Linked DNA regions of Bombyx mori: region 2 is linked to region 1. A link is a contact called in public Hi-C data. All regions are on one chromosome and are shown on one strand. Each heading gives the region's core, a stretch centred on a gene start, on an enhancer-like site or on the middle of the called end of the contact. The rest is flanking DNA. Distances are from core to core; before and after follow the strand shown. Region 1 overlaps LOC101735337 (protein muscleblind). Region 2 overlaps LOC101735337 (protein muscleblind).

The links. A called contact is a pair of places that touch in the nucleus more often than the background predicts.
Region 2: a contact with region 1 is called in a Hi-C map of midgut, with 2.7 times the contacts expected there. The contact joins two enhancer-like sites. A contact is called at or near these places in 3 of 7 Hi-C or Micro-C datasets (midgut, posterior silk gland and whole pupa).

The regions. Positions count from the first base shown.
Region 1 is chr4:6,847,494-6,855,170 of ASM3026992v2, forward strand. It overlaps LOC101735337 (protein muscleblind), which reads right to left. Exons shown (of 11, transcript XM_062668121.1): 10 at 7,387-7,677; 11 at 3,446-6,318. Among protein-coding and RNA genes, the nearest start is that of LOC101747130, 10 kb to the left of the region's middle. Within about 2 kb of position 4,753, at least 7 of the 8 cell types and tissues checked have open chromatin away from gene starts, as enhancers often do.
Region 2 is chr4:6,977,499-6,985,175 of ASM3026992v2, forward strand. All of the region lies in intron 2 of LOC101735337 (protein muscleblind), which reads right to left. Among protein-coding and RNA genes, the nearest start is that of LOC134198751, 89 kb to the right of the region's middle. Within about 2 kb of position 3,488, at least 5 of the 8 cell types and tissues checked have open chromatin away from gene starts, as enhancers often do.

The DNA.
Region 1 (7,677 bases), core at 3,503-6,002:
TCCGTCGATGAGGCGGGAGCGAGGTCGACCTCCATCTCCGAGTCAGAGTCGGAGGACGAGGAGGCGGGCGCAGGTGACCTACGAGTAGGTGTTTTGGACGGCGCGACGGAGGCCGCGGATGATCGCGCTGCTGGAACGGTGACCACGGCGGACGACGCAGCAGTTTTACTCGCCAGTATAGGCGACGCGGGAACGGCAGGCACGACGGAGGCTGCGGTGCTCGATGCAGAAGCTTTGCACGCAGGTACAGGCGACGCAGGAGCAGCGAGCTCGGTGGAGTCCACGAGAGGGCTCGCAGTGTGATCGGCCTTGAAGGCCTGAAACTCGGAAGTGAGCTTTGGGTAGCGAAGCCGGAGAAATTCCGCAAATACAGCGTCCATGATGTCTACGTGCCCAGGTGGGGCTACCCTGGGTCTTAGAAAACACTCGCCTTGCGGCGAGGCCCCAACTTCTCGGACCTGAGCGGTTCTATTGAACACAGGTGGCGATGCGGCACGATTACTGCAGGACAAAGAAAAATCACAACAAAATGGAAATAACAAAAAGAAACAAAACAATTAAACACTTCCAGGAAGACAGTTTGTCGGCAGATGTACCACGAACACAGAAATAACAAAAGGAAACAAAACAAATAAAAACTTCCAGGAAGAGCACTTAGTCGGCAGATGTACCACGAACACAGGCCGCGCGAACAATGGCCGGGCTAACAAAAGCCGGGCGAACAAAGGCCGGGCGATCGAGTGGTCGATGAGCACGTCCGCGCGTGACGGGTGCCTCTATCGGAATAGAACCTAGAAACCGGACCTAGAAACATGGTTGCATTCTTTCGCACTCATTGCTTGAAATAAGGTGAGCGAATTGGCTATTGTCAATCTCGTTCTAGCGCCTTTGTTTAACTAGACTAACGGCATATCGTTACTTTTGTTGTATAAAATTAGGACTATCATTGAACAATTGTAATGAATTACTTCAGAAAGGCAGTTTGAGCCTTTCGTAGAATAGGTTATGATGCTACTCTATAGGGACTTTAATTCTGAAGCTTGTACATACCAAGTATTTTTAATAAATATGTCTATTTATGCCTATGAAAATTCTAATTATGTCTATGTCTTGAAAGGAAGGATTACTGGTAGCCTGGAAGCCTTTTCAGTTTCAGTAGGATAGGTGGACGAATAAAAGGCTCAGCCAGGAGGAATTAGATTTGCTAACAGTTGCCCGAACACCTCCGGAAGTAACTCAACAACTCAAGGGCAGCTGCTTCGTGAATAAAGGGTCCAAATGTTGTTTTGAACTTTTATATATGTAAGCTTATTTTGAAAGGTTTCGAGTTTCAGACTTCTGTCAAATATCTTATGTTATATGGTGGCTACTCGCTACACAAAGTTCGCTTCGAACTCTTATCTCGATTTATGTTGTAATGTCTAAGGTAAAAAAAAATAAGATCAGGGTGGGTGATGAGCTAGTCGGTCAACGACTATTATATTTAATCTCAAGGATACCGCGGTGATGTGATATCGCTGTGTTCTTGGACTACCATAGTCTTGTCTAAGAAACTATAGTGATAATAAGGCTACAAATGACGCAGATTTGTAATCACCATTGTCAAATCAACATATCTGCTTGTGATTTTTTTGGACCAGTACATGTAGGTACTTGAATGACTACTTGTATAACAGCTTTTTGATCTATAAATATTACGTAGGTATATCTTATATATTCTTCCATTCTTAAAAAAAATCTGGAGCACAGTTGCCTATAATTTATAAAGCATTTTATTTTTTTAGTATTTTAATTTTTAGAATAAATGATTTATAGATTGATTAAATATTTAGGAAAATTAAATAAAATAACCGAACAATCAAATGGTCGACGGCCGGTCAGGTATCCTAACTACCGTTGGAAAGACCAGGCGAGGGACGACCTGCTGAAACTTTAAGCTATCCAATGTAGGAAACAACGCAGGACCGCAAGGAATAGTATCTCTTGGTATCGGGGGCCAAGAACCTGTTTGGGTCATTGGGCTAGGGCAGTTAGGTACTTAGTTTTTTTATAAATTACATTAATATAGCACCACTCGTTAGAGAAATAGAGTTCAACTATTATTCGGAGCGACATACCACTAGAATCTATATTCTAAAATGACGATCACGGTTTTCTTTTATTACCCTTGTAGGTAGACGAGCACACGGCCCACCAGATGGTGAGTGGTTACCGTCTCTCATGGACGTCATTAATGCGACGGGCAGAGCCAAGCCACTGCCTACCGTTGAACGTTGAGGCTAGATGATCTTATATGATGACTATGCTCGTGTTTTATCAAAATAGATTGTTACTATTACTACTTTAGTATTGTCGTGATGTAATCTTAACTAATGCTCCAACTAATTGCCTTCTTACAATTCCTAATTGTTCTAAGACATGTTGTAACATCAGTTACTGTTTAATTGTAATTTCGCTCTCCGCCCAAGGTAGGTATTTCGTAGTAATAGCACTGAGCTTCGATAGTCATTTAATAATATACATTTAGATAATTCTATTGAGGAAATTTCATTTCAAATCCGGATGGTACGTAGCAAAAATAATATCTGGATGAGTTCCATTGGAGTTGGAGTTTAGCGGTAGGCAGCGGCTTGGCTCTGCTCCTGGCATTGCTGAAGTCCATGGGCGACGGTAATCACTCGCCATCAGGTGGGCCGTATGCTCGTCTGTCTACAAGGGCAATAAAAAAAAATATTTCGGCGTTGTTGCAAGCGCCATGCTCACGGGTGCTCAAACGATTCCTCAGAGCACTCCCCTTGGAACATACCCTAAAAAAGGCAGAGTGCTTACTTCAGAGTTGGATGACCTTAAGGAATCCTTTTAACATCTAGTGGGCCGTATCTTTCTGGTATCTTGACAGAGCACGATGAATCACGAGCTTTACTAAATTTTTTTATTGCTTAAATGGGTGGACGAGCTCACGGCCTACCTGATGTTAAGTGATTACCGGAGCTCATAGATGTGTAACAACGCTAATGCCGCCACCTACCTTGAACCGTGAGTTCTAAGGTCTCAGTTTTTAAAGTACAACGGCTGCCTTACTCTTCAAACCGAAATGCATTACTGCTTCACGACAGAAATAGGCAGGGTGGTGGTACCTAGCCTAGACGGTCACCAGTAACTAATCAGTACAACAGGCAACCATTTATTTATTGCATACATATACACGCATGAACGAGGTCACGGTTCTGCTCTTTGGTAGATACTGGAGCCCATGGACTACACAATGTAAATATCGCCACCCACACGAGACATGTGTCGATACTATCAAATGATTTCTATCCGATGTTAATATATTTGAAATATGTTTTATTCAGGCGAAACCCAATTCATATTTACCCAACACTTAACTTTCACCCTTCAACTTACTTCAAAAGGACCAATATACAACAAATAAAAAGACACATTACATAGTCAGTTGTTTATTATCTATACTGTACTCAAAATTGATCCGAAGATCACATCACATAGTAATTTCATAAATAATAATTACAATGTCATGTTTTTTTTTTTTTCTCAATCTGTGGTTGTTCGTGAATAAAAAAACCTTCACAATATTATTATTCATAATTTGTTCACTGGACCGGTTTACATTTAAGTAGACAGTAGGTACATACACTACACGTTACAATACCGTCATTAAAGTACTCAAACAACTTACAATGTATTTGATGAGAGATATTATATTATAATAGTAAATTATTATTGTGTTGCAGTTCATTATTATTTTTTTTGTCAATATATTTACAGTTTTACATATTTTTTTTTGTGATTTACAAATAAATTCTTGAATATTAAATTAGGTCATCATTATTCCATTTGGATTTATAATAACAGTACTTTATAGTTAAAAATATCACAAAAATGAAATATATTATGTGTAAGACACACGCAACATTAAAAATACAACAAAAGAAAAATATAAAATCCACTAGAAACCTTGGGCCAGACAGTCCCTTCTAAACAAGGAAGGATACTTTCGATGTTCATCTTTTCATAACGGCAATTTCATACCATAATTATTATTATCACACTAATTAATTAATTATAAAAGTAATCGATTGTCTTACAATAAATGCGTCAGATCATAAAATTTTGATTGTAAAATTATAGGCAACAAATAATATTCAAAGAAACGATAAATTTCAACAAAAAAAAAATATTAAAAAAAAATATATTTATGCCAACTTATACATAGAGCCATAGTGCCGTATTGATAAAAGCGAACTGTTCACCTTAGCCACTAGCACGGGACTGATACAACAACAACCAACCAACCAACATAAACAAACGCTACTCACGAGTTTGACTCCGCATCCGATATTCACCTTTTATCGATATGGCATTCCACTTACGTTTACGACAATAAATATACATAACACGCTTACACATTAGTCACTTCTTTAATTCCGACGCTAGGAATTATTTCATAATATATACCTAAAAATATAATCACGGCACAAGTATCCCTCCGACTAAATTACTAACGTAGTGTCACTTTATCAGGATTTAGAATCAAATATGTATTATGTATCTTAAATATTTCATTATTAATATATCATTATCAAAATATCCACTAAATGGGAGGAATAAATCAAATTATTAATATTTTATTTCTAACATTAATCGCATGACTGATCAACAAAAGGATATGGACTAGGAATAATATTAGGCATTAGGCTTCCATGCCCTCGGAGTGCGTGCGCGGTACGAATCGGACGCGACCGACGATTTCCCATCACTTGCACTCGGCGACGGGCTGTTAAGGACCGAAGCCGAGCCAGTGCGCGCACTCCGCCTCTCTCTATCCGCATACCACCTCTAACGTACGTACCACCAGATAAATTTCATCAAAACCTTAATACTGTTTATGTCGAAAATAATAACACAGCTATTTATTATACGCAACGAGTCGACACCGGACCCGATTATCGTCGGTAACGATTTGTGCATATCGATATTATAGATGCAGATTATTGATTTTTATTTTTATTTATTTTAGAAACAAAACGATTCTCTAGCAAAATCTATCCGGAATAAAAGCCGACTTTCTACATACTAAAATAGCTTGGAAGTTTGCCTTATTCGTTTTTCAATATTGTCCGATAACTTCTTTCATTGTATTACGAATTCATGTTTACTATATATCACTCTACGAGTGTGACGCTAAGTGCGAACGGAACGCGAGGCGGCGGGCGCGGCGTGCGTCACAGCCGTCACGACCGGACGACGCCGTGACGCACTGTACAGTAACGGCACGAGATCGTGGGATATACAATAGTTATGGAATACAGGCCGACGGCGTTCGGTACTGTACAGAATTGCGCGCGTGCCGACCTCGTCGCTTGTGACTTGTGCTCCGGCGTCGAACCTCTCCGCGCCGGAGGAGAGAAGCGGCTACTCTATTGGTGTTCCGTTACTGATTCACTTAAATTCTAAACTAGTGTAAACTTGTCCTCTAGAAAAACGTAATTATATAACATACGTAAAAAAAATGTAAAGTAAATCTCACAAAAAAAATGCTCTTACAGGGACTGGGGTGATTTAGGCATCAGACACTGACCGAGGAGTCGAGAGCCGTCCGTCTGGTCGTCTCCTGTCATCACCGGCCACACGCGTCACTTATACACAACAAAGTACCCGGGCGACCAGGTCCCGGCTATTACAGGAACTCATATCGTTTCTTAAAAAAAATTATACATTAGTCATAAAATATTTGAAACCTCACTAACTACTGCTCGACGATTTCGACAAATTAATTCCATACGGCTCCGGCTTCCCGAAATCTATTCATATCACAATCGCATGACCGTGCCTGAGAATCATATCCCGCTACTTATGTACACACTCTTTCCCGAAGACTTACGCTCATCCTGCGCGGGAGCGAGCCGCGGTCGCCGCAGCGTCCGCGACTCGGCTGCCCCTTTCTACACTAACCGATTTTCACTAAAATATCACCACCTCTGCCGCGGAAGCGACAGCAACATCCGGCCGAACCTGCCCTTCCTGAGTGTGCCAGAGGCGCGATCGATATGGATTACGCAGGGCGCGGGCGACGATGTCAAAGGACGAGGATTGAGGTGAGGGGGGTTGGGGGGTTAAAGAGGTGGAAGGCGAAGGATGAGGGTGCAGGGTCGTGGGTGGAGGGTTAAGGGGGACGCAGAGCCGGTGGCAATTGAACGGGGATGTGGTAGTAGCGGCAGGCGGCGCGGCGGCACGTGCCGGCGGCGGCATCGCGACACACCACCACGCGGCACCCCACCACCTGCAGCCCGCACCCTGCAACGTGCACACAACACACTTACTCTCCGACTAAAGCTAGGTTCACATCACTGTGGCGGGCTGCGTCGCGACTCCTCTCCATCTTATTGTTGTGTTGCGTTGTACTTGCACTAAGATGTCTGTGGTACTAGTTTATATACGTAGCAGCCGCGACATTTAACTAGTTGAGTCACAGTGGTACGGCGATATTAAATATTATACTGATATAACACTAAATGCACGCACCGATCGATAATCATTCATTCGTTGGAAAGGAAACGAGTAAGATTCTATAATCTGCTATAATATCCCAACAGTTCTGCGGGATATATAAAAAAATTCACACAGCTGAGACACACATTTAACTTATTCGAAATACGCGTCACACAGCGCAACACAACAACAGATACCAATTAAAGTGCCCGTTCAGTAACATGAGCCCAGCTTTACACAGCACAACACACATCGCTAATCTATTACCCAATTTTGTCGCATCTCATGTACCTCAACTATGGATTTAGATGAATGAAAAATAAATAAATAAATTAATAGGACACGAAAATCGAGATAAACGAGTCATACACAATTCTTATACGCATCGAGTTCGATCAATACTATTAATGAATAGATAAATCAATGTTCAAACTATAATAGAACATTACTGTGTGTTGCCTACACGAAAATACACGTACCGTAAGGTTGCAGACTACATTTGACAACTACAATTATGAAAATACAGGAAAGAGAAAAATACAGAATAGAAGAGACATCAAATCGAAACTAATTCGATTGATCTACAATCACAACAATATATTGAGAAACAACACTAAAAACATCTAAGTATATATTCGTATTAGTGAAATCTAAATCTATGTTACAACATCAAATCATGCATACAGGTATTGGATAAGGATAGTACGGTTAAATAATTTTATAATTTATTGACCGCAAACGGTCGTATTATATAATATATTATATATTTTTTTTAAATTTCGTTTTAATCGTTTCATGCTTTCGATTTGTTCATAAACAGCCAATCGTTTCGACATAAATCGCGTTGTACGAAGAATGTTGTTGATAGCTCACCTTCGCGAATATGAACGAATCTGCAGGTAGGTCTTGAACATCCTTGCCGATTAAAATCTTGGCACACCGGGAGGGTGTCCAGTAACTGAAAACATACGGAGCATTTATTAGTATTTATTGTCATCATTCGGTACTTAACCATTAAACCGCGACTACACGTGTTTCCACAATGAAATCTGTTATTAACAACCAAATGTATGGGGTAACACAAAATACAGTAATGCGACTGAGTATTCATTATATATTTTTTATATGTTCATCGCCTTATTCTGAAAACAATAGGCTTAGTAC
Region 2 (7,677 bases), core at 2,238-4,737, 130 kb after region 1:
TCTTTAATTATTAAACGGCATTTTCGTACTTCAGAAAAACCAGATTCTTTCCCCGAATATCTAGTCACTAGTCATAAAATATCTACACAATAATACGAAGTCCAATAGCATGGTAGCATCACAACACATTATTACGATTGGGAATGTGGTAAGTAAGTCGGGTTATTAATTCGAGATCGACCCTCTACCTCTTTCTGCTCTAACCATTGGCATACTCAGATAGGTAGCATCAAAAAAATCCGTGAGATCATGATTATCGTCAATCGATCTTGTTCTATGAGGTGTGATGACGGCTGAACTAACATTTATTACTTATATTTAAGATTATATAGAGTATGACCAACCGACGATAATAAAGTAGAAATTAACTAAGATACATGTATTAAATAGGATTGATCTCTAAGTCAAGTTAGTAAAGTTTGAGATTGTATGCACATTCGTAATGTAGGTCCTAGACGTCTCAGGTGGCCTCTATAATAGCTTCGGATTACGAATTGAGGCTACTTATCTTTCTAGTATAATACTTCTATTTTATTCGAAGTATTCAACAGGACTTCTCAGAATTTCACTTCTTAGCTTCAATAAAAATTCAGTGATATTTCACACCCAAAAATGGCTTTCTAAAGATATTACCGCCTATTTTTTATAATCTGCTATCACAGTCATCATCATCATCATTATTATCATCGGTCTACATTATTATAATATGCAGTTCTGCATATATGTAACATAAGTCTTTCTCATGGCTCACCGTAATGACCAATCCTCTGCTTGTAACATCCATTGCGAATTCGCGAGTTCTATCTTAGTCAGTAAAACGTAATTCATAAGCATATTTGGGGCAACAATAATCTTGTGTTCTCATTTTAAGAAAGTCTTTTATAAAACAACGCGAGGATTCATCAAATCAATTGCTTATTGTTTTCGTCTCTTTGTACAATGACATCTCTGAACGGAAAAACTAAGAGTGTCGCTTGCTTATAAATGCCAAGTTTGTTTACTTAGCCGTGTATCAAACATAGCGAGACTTCCTATTACAATAACAGGGACAAAGATCCCGGAATACAATTGAAAACTACAGAAATTATATCTATGTGTTCTTTTAAAATCGTTGACGAATCTATTGAAGATTCTATTCAAGAAAAAAAACGTGAGCAGTGTTGTTTTTTTTTGTTTCATTTCTTACTTCTATTCGTATCGGATTGTTTTACTTTTGAGCCACGAAACTGAGAAATCGTTTTACAACAAGCTGATTTGTTGTTTCTAAGAATTTGTTTGTAAAATGTATACGTATTTATAGGACGCATGAGGCGGTCTAAGCTTATGCACTTATTTAAATTTCAGAACAAATCGTTTTGTTAAAGTTTTCCTAGAAATACTATAATCAAAAATATTTGCAAAAATCATTCAAATCGTTCATTTGTTCGTATTAAGGATGTATGTCCTGATGAATTTAATTGATTCTTTTTTTGGGTACTGAACTCACGAGCTATGCTTGCGTGTTGATTTTCATTCAGCGCTTGCCATGCCCCTCCTCAAGGTTCAAGGAATACTTTAGGATAAGTAGCGTCCTAGGAATGAATATTCCTGGCATTAGTGCTGTCTACGGGTGGCATTAACTATTAACCATTGGCCATCGGGTGGGCAGCGTTCTTTCGAATGCAACTAAATTAAAATTAATGAGCCGAATAATTATGGATCGATAGTTTTATATAATCTATTAACAGTACGCGACTGTTAATTAGCTGTAGGTATACCAGCCACAGAGCGTTTAGGTAGGTTATTCATTAAAAGGTTGATCAATGCACAGAAAAATATGCATACAATCTCGACTTTGTGGTGCAGTACTTAGCGCCCTTAACTATTGCGCCGAGAGTCACTGGGTGAATTCCCACATCGGGCAAACATTCATGTGATGAACTGGTTTGCTTGCTTTTTGTCTGGGTGTTTATTATCTATATATATGTATACGTTTCAACGTATATAAGAAGATATTTATATCGGTATTGGGTTCCAATAGCACAGGGAATCCTAAAACTTAATTCAATATTTTGGGTTTTTGGTTTTAGTTGTTATATTTCTAAGGTGTGAAAGTATAGGTCCTGGCTCGAATACCTATCCAGATTTGTCAGGACACCAGGAAGAGAGTTGGGATTTACTAATAGTTGCTTGAGCGATTCTAAAGGAATCTGACAGCTCGAGATAGCTGCTTCGTGAATTCATCTCCTCCCGGTTCGAAATCAGGACTCAGGACCCGTTAATAAAATTCAACAAGAAACTCAACGGGCTCTTCATATCGGCTAAATTACGTGAAATTTTTAATTTGTATTGTTTATATTTATACTTAGTTTATTACCAGTAAATTAATACAATTAAGGCTCCGTGCATCATATTTTTTAATCTAACCAATGAATTCACATGTTAGAACTTAATACGTCGTGTAATAAAAATCACACCCTTAAAATTATAATTTGCGTAATTACTGGTGGTAGGACCTCTTGTGAGTCCGCACGGGTAGGTATCACCACCCTGCCTATTTCTGCCGTGAAGCAGTAATGCGTTTCGGTTTGAAGGGTGGAGCAGCCGTTTTAACTATGCTGAGGCCTTAGAACTCATATCTCAGGGTGGGTAGCGAAATTTAGGTATATGTCTATGGGTTCCGGTAACCGCTTAACACCACGTGAGCTGTGAGATCGTCCACCCATCTATGCGATAAATAAATAAAATACATACATATATATATATATAAATAATACACCTATTCGACTGCCAACAAGAAGTTGTATAGCAGTTTTCACGAATTAAAGTAAAAAAGATAGAGTTAGTAATTTATCTTGGCTCGGGAGTTCGTAGCTGTGAATTTTGCAGAGGGCAGTGCATTATGCGGGGCACGTAGGTTTGCTGTCTGCAGAACAGCGCGAGCGCGGGCGAATGCGCGGGTTGAGCGCGGCCAATATTCAGTCGGCTGCCGCGATATGGCCGTATCCGTCGGTTCGTATCACTGAATCTCATATATTATTTAAAACCCTTCAGTATTCGGTGTAGCCGTCAGTAGACGTGAAGCTGACTGTGACTACACAGCGTATACAACAAGTGCTCGTTCAATATGAGAAATGAATAATTCTGGTAGACGCTACTTTGTAATAAGGCAATACCTAAACACAGCGTATAAAGTATATTTATTTATTTTAAAGACAAATTAACGCAATGGCCGATTTTTTTTGCACTTGCACTGAAATCTGTGTAATCCGGAAAAAGCAATCTCCAAGAAGCAATAGGAAGAGGATTCCGTGCATATTTATTGCCGGTCTAAACCGTTTCTCGGGTAATTCGGTACAAGCAAAGCGACATTATTTTTGTAGTAATTTCGGCGAATGTCCTTTAAAATATTCAGAGCGCCGTAGCTGAGCCCATTAACGTGCCCGAGCGCTATTCAGAGCGAGGACTCGTCCGCAAATGGCGGCGATATCATTAACTTGACCCCCACAACTATCCGACGCCCCACAAGTTTTTCCCAATATTACACAGGAGAGGTATTCGCGACAACATCTACCGTACATACGTATAGCGCATTTGAAAAATTGTTTGCTTACCTAACTTGAGTAATATTTTGCATCTATACAGAGTGTAGATGGAATTAAGGTCGCATACTAAAATCTTTAATATAGAACTCAATAGTTAATTGACATAATCATATTTTATCCGGTCACGGTCCTCGTCGAATCCATTGCTTACGACGAAGGGCTCGACGAGCGAATTAACCCATAGACACATCCCACTGAGTTTCTCGCTGGATCTTCTCACTGGGTCGCGTTTCCGATCCGGTGGTAGATTCTGCGAAGCACTGCTCTTGCTAGGGCCAGTGTTAGCAACACTTCCGGTTTCAGCCCCGTGAGCTCACCTACATGTAAGGGTGAAGCTGAAATAGCCCCTCAAGGCTATCAGCGTAGGTAGGGAAAAAAATATATATTACATCTCGTGAATTTGCATATGATGTACTTAAATAGAGAAGTACATATATGGACGAGGTCAGTGGTCTGTAGGAAAACACAATTAAATGTAAACGTTCCATACAATTCGTTTATCAGTGAGATATTTGAGTTTACTCTTTTTTTTCTTTTGATTCATTCCTCGCTTATTAATTTTGTATGATTTCTCAAATAAACTATTTTTATTCAATTTAATGAACCTAGTCATGGGTTCATCATGGGTTCAATCAAAGCCGTGTATTCATTTAAGTCGAATCTGTCGTCCTCCCTTAGAGTTTGAAGCAAAAATATTATCACTTTGTTGGTCTAGTATTGATCCAAGTGTGTATGATTAGATAGGTATGTGGTAAAAAATTCGGTAACATTATTTTTTTCAATACCCTCTATCTTGAGACATGTCGAGTCTCAATGGCAAAATCGGTGTTTTGTACTTATTACTTTTCATGCTATAAATGAAACATTCCAAAAATTTCAAATCACTTTTTTGTATACAGCTTATAATAAACCTTTGTATAATAAACGATACCTAAAGTGATTTTTATATCCTTATAGTTAAGCACTGATTTTGATTGTAGATACCTTTAGTCGTGATATAGTAGAGGGTGCAGGTGGAACGCCGGAACAGTTAAGCCTACAACCCTGAGGTATGTTATATATTAGTCTGAACAGTTTAAAGTTACTTGTGGGCTCGCAAATAACCGAGGGTCCCGTCTACAACTTGGTCTGCCCCCGCGAAATTACAGACTTTCGTCTCAACTCAAGTAACCTGTTGACGATCATATTATGTTAGACCGTATTTAAATATGATAAAACTACTAAAGCTTGAGATTATCGGTAGGTAGGTTTAAGGTGGGTGGCGCATTTACTTTGTAGATGTCTATGGGCTCCAGTAACTAAACACCAGGTGGGCTGTGAGCTCGTCCTACCATCTAAGCAATAATAAAAAAAAGGTAGTGGCTTGGCATTGCTGAGGTCCATGGGCGACGGTAACCACTCACCATCAGGTGGTCCGTATGCTCGTCTGCCTACAAGAGCAATAAAAAAAAACAAAGAACTATGTTGCTGTATCATAAGCGACGAATGAGATAAATCAATAATAATATGTTGACGCAATTTATCTATCATACCTACCGATTACCTACCTATCATTACTAGACAACGTACCGGGGCTTAGTTTATAAGGCTACTTACTTTACGTCCATCATTTTATTATATGACGAAATGTTTTTCGATTACTATTTTTAATCTCATATACTTATTGGATGCACCGTAACAAGGGTCGCTAAAATTTTCTCTGGAATCGCGAGTGGTTTAAGAGAATCTTAATCTTATGTACGGTTGTCATAGGAATTTTAGAATAGAAATGACTTGATACACGCAGATAATTTCAGAAACTGTGCATCCTGAAGTCAATTCGACGCCTGAAAGAATTTCAATGGCGTGCATAGCCAGTTCAGTTTGAAATTTCATTCTTTTCGAACACATATATCGACTTCGTCCGGGAATCTACTTTACATTTCTCATCGTAATGGCCATTCAGAGAAAATTGGAAAAGAAGTTTCATTTTCAAGTTCCTATCCTGGGTGGTATCACAGCCAATGTAGACATCTGAGCGTGCAATGTTTCAAGATAAACATCTCAAGTTCTTTTCTGGAAATATGAGCTGCTCACGGCCATCAGTTTCGTTCATGTCTATGATGAGATAGACGGATATAACGGATATCATTGATTCAAAAAATTTTTGGAGTAAATGATTGAACTGATTTGTTAAATTCGTTTATTTCAACTAAAATAAACGAGCATGTTCTACTAAGACGACGGAAAAATAGCTAAGCGGGCTCGTCTTTTCTTCATAAATTTAACCGAATTTTTAGATGACCAATTTCATTTGGCCATTATTTCAAATAAAAAATTTGATTTATTGTTTTTTTTTTAAACGGACTTCGTGCAAACAATGATTGTCATTTTAAATTAAAACACCTCTTTTTCGTTAGCATTTCAATTGTTATTCAGATGCTTCTATTACTTCCGAAGCAATTTTTCATGACGCAATTCCATTTCTTAACCCAATTGTTAGAGTTGAAATAAAAACAATACGTAATTACGAACCGGCTCCAGGTAAAAATAAAGAATAAACGGCATTGCAATGTTTTCCTGGAATCTTGAGTGCAGGGTGAGGACGAAGGGGTCATAATGTGTGGCAAACACCCTGCTGAGGGTTCGACCTCATGGATGATGCTTATTGTGCCGATGACCTCTATCGATTCGAATGTTTCCGCAAACATAATTGCAAATTGGACGTTGCATGTCAACTATGTATTTGCATTTGACCATTTAAATCTAGCTCTTGATTTAATTTACGTGATTACGATACTAGACGTGCCTCACGGTTTAACCCGCGTTACATTTATAATTCAGAAATAATAAAACATGTTAACATTTCACGCGATAAAAACTTTCTTTTGTCACTTTCGAGTCCTCAAACAACCAATCGATTCAAATCAGACATAGTATTACAATACATCAGATTCACCCGGTGTTGCTCGGTCAAGAAATAATCCTATGTCTTAATCCACCAAATTCGTTTAGACGTTAGCATTAACAAAAGTAAAAACTTTCACTTTTAAATTAATATAAATATATATTTTCTTTCACAAAGAATGTTGTGAGCTTAAGCTAACAGTGACATGACGTTGCTCTGTAGATTTACCGGTAAAATGAAATATCAATACATCTGTAGTCTGTATTTGCAAAATATGTTTGTTGGATCTTCTTGAGGTAATCAAGGGTTTATCCGCAACGATTCGCCGGGGAGTCGGTATTGCCTTCGCGAGGCAGTGGTTTCCAATTCGCGGAGAAGCACCTCGCCCTCCTTAATTTACAACAGTGCTAACCACGAGGCCCGCACTTTGTATTCATTACCTATCCGGATACCGCCCTCTAAGAGATTTAATACTTTATTTGTATGAATATAATTTGTTGATTTCCAGATATAAAGCAGATTTGTTTTCACAAGGTTTTGCGTTTGTGATTTAAAAATAGTAACCAAACTATAATGACAGAATCATCTCAAGATAATAATAATAGTCATAAAAAACTTTTAATTTTTTGGATATTAGACGTATTATTAACATTGTTGTAACATGTGATTTGATAAGCGTATTTAAAATGATTGTTTAATACAATACATTATCACAATTTATGTAAGTGAAAAGAATTTACGACTTTGCGCAAAGACGCTATAAATTATACTGACAAGTTGACTGGTGTACGTAGTCGGAAAGCAAATTAGGTGGCCCAGAGTAAACGAGTTATGGCGAAGTTGTGGCAGCAGAAGTCCGCTCTGGGACCGACCAGTTATCCCGTCTAAATGTTCGCGGATGCTACCACAAACCAAAAGTAACTACTGGTAGACCAAATTGAATGTTACCTACACTAACTATTGGCCCCTGACTAATGAAGCGTGTGGCTATTTAGTACGACTCCGAATGAAAATTAATTGGTATACTGTATGTTTATTATGTTTATATAAAGGCTAGTCTTATGGGAATATTTTAATAAAAGTCTAATAAGAAAATTTCTTTTGTGAGGGAGAAACATTTCAAGATCCGCCCTGTGGCGTGCCGCTAACACTCCTTATAAATACTGGTAAGCCTCTGGCTTTTGTAGCTAATCTTTCGCGTGAAGA